Regions from separate parts of the Macaca mulatta genome. Here region 1 is linked to region 2. A link is a contact called in public Hi-C data. All regions are on one chromosome and are shown on one strand. Each heading gives the region's core, a stretch centred on a gene start, on an enhancer-like site or on the middle of the called end of the contact. The rest is flanking DNA. Distances are from core to core; before and after follow the strand shown. Region 1 has its middle 180 kb from the start of WDR75. Region 2 has its middle 83 kb from the start of COL5A2.

What was found. Hi-C and Micro-C count contacts between places; a contact is called where the count stands out from the background.
Region 1: a contact with region 2 is called in a Hi-C map of fibroblasts, with 3 times the contacts expected there. The contact joins two enhancer-like sites. A contact is called at or near these places in 2 of 14 Hi-C or Micro-C datasets (blood and fibroblasts).

Annotation. Positions count from the first base shown.
Region 1 is chr12:94,242,749-94,245,448 of T2T-MMU8v2.0, forward strand. No RefSeq gene overlaps it. Among named protein-coding and RNA genes, the nearest start is that of WDR75, 180 kb to the right of the region's middle. Within about 2 kb of position 1,288, at least 3 of the 40 cell types and tissues checked have an H3K27ac peak or open chromatin away from gene starts, as enhancers often do.
Region 2 is chr12:94,139,370-94,142,069 of T2T-MMU8v2.0, forward strand. No RefSeq gene overlaps it. Among named protein-coding and RNA genes, the nearest start is that of COL5A2, 83 kb to the left of the region's middle. Within about 2 kb of position 1,387, at least 6 of the 40 cell types and tissues checked have an H3K27ac peak or open chromatin away from gene starts, as enhancers often do.

The DNA of each region.
Region 1 (2,700 bases), core at 38-2,537, 100 kb after region 2:
CTATATTCTTTATGAAGGAAAAAAGATAAAAACACAGAGCAAGGCAGTATGAACCTCTCTGCTCATTCCTGCCCCCAAATGTGAGCATCTTCTTCTGAGACAGGTCACTGTGACAAAAGTTGGCATTGTTCCCCTAATGCCAGACCATATTTCAAAACTTTCCCTAAGGCTTGACAAATCACAACTTTGTTTTACCTGTTAAAGCCCTGAACCCACCAATACCTAAACATTGCTCCTAATTCCAGGACCTGCACCTCCAGAGAAAGTTAAGACAATCTGAAAAGGCCCCTTGAATTCTGACTAATAATAATCTACATTTACAGTGCACTTTCCTGTCTGTATTATTTCATTTGGTGCTCACGAAAATCTCACAAGATGAGCAAGGCAAGAAATGTTTATTTTATATAGAGAGAAAACTGAAGTTGAGATGAAACAGCTGATTTCCAGAAGGTCACATACCACAGCTACCACGGCAGAACAAGCAAGATCCCAGGTCATCTAACTTGATATTTTCCCACTAGCAGCTCTGCTTCTGGTCAAGAACAATATCAAAGACATAATTTCTGACTGATAAAAGTGGCCGTTTAAAGTAAAAGGCAAGTTTTTAAAGATAATGTATCCCTGAGGAGATGCCTTTGATAAACTAGAATGTGCTTTAGAGATTAATTTCTCTGTTTTCTATAATATTTTTGCATTTTTATCTTTTATTAATCATAACCATGAAGCAAATGAGTGGCCAGATGAGGCATGAATACTTGTGGTTGCACAAATCATTTAGGATGCTTATCTCCTCAAGTTTTCCCAATAAGCACATTTTGGATCAATATCATAATATCACATTTGACATGTGTCTCTGATACTACCTTATTCTACCAAGCAGCTATTATTTAATTATACTTTGAAATTAAGTGTCTGGATTCTCTGGGTGGCCTAAGGGTACCTCTAGGAAAGCTCATACATGGTTAAAAAAAAAAAAAGACTGAAGACGAGAGAGTACTAAATTGACATAGGCAGTTCAGATTGCACAGTTTGGCACCACATTTAAGAAATTATAGTCAAGTGGCTTTTAGTTGCATCCTAACTGTCCATTTTCAGGTGGTACTTCTGCCAAACACCAGATCACTAGGGCTGTATTAAAAAGTTCAAATAGCACACTCCAATTTGAAACTATAGATCTTATTTATTTCTAGTTTTTCAGCTGGCACACATGAAAAGCACTTTTGAGCACCAAAAGAAGATGAAGAAATAACTTACAGTGAATGGAAAATGTTAGGAAAGCAAGGGCTAGACAATTCTATGAGTCACTACTAAGATAGCTAAAAGGATGGGGATTCCAGTCCACTCATTAAAGTGTGGGTTGAAGTGTTGCTTTATTTTTCAAGAATTTTCATGGGAGGTACTTGGAGGGAAAAACGGGAGGTGGTCAGACTTGACTACAGACAGAAAAGGCCTATCTTAAGAGTAGTGAGATACAGGCATAAGTGGAAGACATGCCACAGCACAGAAGAGACTTATAGTCTTAAATGGTTTTAAGAGACTTTATGGCTCTATTTCAAAAGTGAACTAAATCCTTAAAAGAAGTATTCTAAATGAGCAAAATGTAGCTTTTAAATTATTTTAATTTACTTCTCAATTCATAAACACAATATGGAATTAGTTTTGTCTGTGATTTTAAAACCTTAGAATGTCTATATTTAACAAGGGAGAAAAATATTCTAACATAGGAAATAATTTTAGATTCATAATTTCCTTTGTAGGAAGAAATTATTACCTATTATTCTTTCAAAACTCCAAGGAAAAATGTCAGAAGCAAAAAAAAAAAAAAAAAGCTTAAGAATGAACATCTACCTTGTGGATATTAATTTAGAGTAATATCATAATATCTATCACCTATCTCCTGGGAAAGATATGGTTTATACTTTTGAGACAATCTGCCCAAATTTAAGAAGTATCAGTTGCATCCCTGAGAAGCCATGGAATGCAGTAGTTAAGAATGCAGAACAAATCCTGGTTCTGTCACATAGTAACTTAAAATCTCAGAGTTCCATATAAAAATAAAAATAAAAAATAGTACCAAATTGAGAGTTATTGTTGATTGAAGTAAAATAGCATCTGTGAAGTACTTGGCACATAATCATGGTAGTTATCATTAAAGGTATAAAATTTTAAAAACAATTTACAAAAAGCCTAATGACAGAATAAAAAATGTTACTTGCTTTCCAATTTTGTTACTGACCACTGAGATATGGGCATGGAAGTGGCAGAAGCACAATGGACACAGGATCAGTGACTTGGAAGGTGGGGAGGTTGGGGGAAGATGTAATGATGTGAGTGAGAAAGCCCTTTCTCTGTTCAGTTCAACAAATATTCGATGAGTTCCCACTATAATCCCAGTCATCTCAAAAGATGCCTATCACTTCCTTTAAGAGGCTACTCCTGATGGTGAGACAGGACTTTTACCCATGGAACAAGGAAATATATGATGAGGTACAAAAATTAGTAGTAGTATAGGGATTATGCAATGACTACTTACTAACAAACCATGTTAAATTACAAGATTTAGAGCAATACACATATAAAACCACCTGCAAAAATCATTGTAACTAATCTTCTTAAGATAATCTAAAAATGTTATATTTTACTAGTGTGCCTGGAAAAGAGATAAAATCCTGACTTCTTTTTGTTACTTTATTTTAGACA
Region 2 (2,700 bases), core at 137-2,636:
CTTGTATGTATGTGTCTATATATGAAAGTAATAGAAAAGGTTAATGAATGCCCAAAGTTTTAAAAGCTTGAGTTTGATGTTAAATGATTGAGTTGATGAAAATCTATAGTGGCTTATTTTAAAAGAGTACATGTCTGTATTTGAAACTGCAACCCTCAAGAGTAAAGATTTAATAGAGGAATCAACTTAAATATTTTCTTATATACTATAACAGCTATGCATTTTTGCTTAACCATACCATATAACCCAACTGTAACATAAGAAAATTGCATAGGAAAAAAATTTGGTCACCAGGCAAGATTTATCTTAAAAAAAAAAAAAAAAAAAAAAAAAGCTTGTGTCTAAGGGGTAATGTCCATGCAAATATTCCATGCCAAATAAGATATATATAAGGCATGCTGATTTCCTGCCTTCCGCCATCCAACCGGGAACCACCACTGTCCTATTAATCAAGCCAGTAGGGTGGGAAAATACCACTGTTTAAGAAATCTGGCTTCTATCAGCCTCTGTCATGGAGAAACAAACGAGACTGCCTCCCAGCAAGCAAAAGTGATCACATTTTCACAAATGAAAATGGTAAAAAGAAGTGTAAATTGTTAAAGAGGAAAGAATGAGGAGCCAAAGACAAAGAAAAATCAGAGCTATCAGAGTTGCTGTAGAGGTTTTTCTAAACAAAGAATTTTATGAAGCAGCTGAAGTTCAGTACAAAAAGACTCCACCCTACCCAGCTTCTGCCGCGACTTTTCCTTGCTCTGAAAACTCCAGCCCACAGAACAGAGCTCCTCTCACTAAAATGCCTTTAGTGCTCCGTTTTAAGCATTCGCTCTTTTCTTCTTTCAAACTTCCCACTCTCACACTGAGGCAAAAGGACTTATTGTAGGCTTTCCCAGAAAAATTTAGTAGTGTACTCTCTCCAACGGCAGATCTAGAAGCTCCGGATTTACTAACATCCCAATTGTCTTTCAAGTCGTTTTCCAGGTGCAAATCCGTCAACCCCCTTCTCAGACTTCAAACCAGAACCTCCTCTTCACGCTCTTCCTGAGGCTTAACATTCCACCTATTTCCCAAACCGTGCAATAAACACTAAAGCAAAGCAAATGGCAAACTCACCATCCTCGCCTTCTTCCTGGGCTTTTATTGAGACAAATTGCCCTAATAAAACAGTAAGAATGAGGAGAGGTCTTGCTTCCGCCCAGTTTGCCATCATGTCTAAATATTAGACATGTGGGTTCTCCTGAGAGTGAAAAGTAGATTCTGAGGTTATTGTAGCACCATGAAGTCAGCTGTGGGCTCTTCTTTCAGCACCAGCCCCAGGGCAGCCTCTGCAAACCCCCTTTTTCAGCACCAGCTCCAGCACAGTCTGCGAAAACTTTTTTCAAGCGATGCAGCTTTAAATAGGAAGAATGCTGCCTCCACTTCTTTTCCTGCCCCTTTTCAGCTTGTTCAGGCTCATAACCATCCAGTGTCTGCCAAGCAACGGTCTGATTGATGGTAAACAACCAAATCAGAACACGCGTCTCTGTGCCTGAACTTTCCCTATTTCGTTTAACTTTAAAGCATAGATGGGGCTTAATAACAGAAACAAACATTTGTTTCTCTTTTCTTTTATTTTTTAAGAAAGGCTGTTAGAAGGGTTCTATTTTCCCCTCCCTAACCCTTCCCCCCAGACACACACCCTTTAACTTTTCCCCTATAAGCTGAAAAAGACATTCTGAAGAAAATCCAGTCGTTTCGCCTAGTTTTTTTTTTTTTTTTTTTTATATTTAGATAATTCAAGACTCTCTTCTCCACCTTAAATCTTTAAAGAATCATATTTTAACCCTTTCTTTTGACTGAATAGGGAGTATTCTTATCCCCTTCTCAGATTCGGTTTCTTTTCCCATACTCTGGAAGGGGATTATTAGAATGTTCCCCAGGTAAAATCCAGGTGAGAAAACCATTTTGAATAAATGAATTTGTGATACGTTGTAATCTGAATTAAGAAGGCAGGTCCTTTCCTAATTTCTCCACATCTCTTGTTAAGGGGCCACATCTTCAGGTTCCTCTTGTCCCGGAGAGTTTTACTATGTTGAAAAATAGTCTACTAAGCAGTGCAGAGGAATGGGAAGTACTCTACCTTTGGATGAAAAAAGGCTGGTTTCTGCCTTTTGTGAGTGGTTCTGCCACTCAACAATTTTGTAAGTGTGCACATAGTCCTTTATCTCTGTGCACTCCAGTTTTCTCATTTGAGAAAAGGGCTTTACCCTGACCAGTGTACAGGGTTTAGTGACACTAAAATGAGTAATGTATTATTAATGAAGTTCCAAATTGCAAAGAGCTACATAAAAGTAGATGGTTGTATTATTAACTCTAAGCCAGCTTTGCAGGCAATATGATAGCCCCAGTTGCACAGGCATTTTAAGGACAATTATTGATGAACTTTTGTGCCACCCTCACACTTGCCAAGATCTTAATGACCTCAGAGAGTTCCATATAATCTAATGTATTTGCCACCTTGAGTCTCCCTAGAATCAGAATGGATGTTCCATACAATACGAATGAGTCAATTGTTTATAATTATTCGGCAACAGGTACCTTGCACTGTGCTAAGCGCTGGGCAGAAAGGATGACATAAAAGAAATAAAAGACATACCCATTACCGTCAAGGAACATATGTAGGTGTTGACAAACTAAATTTACAGGAAATAAAGATATATAAGC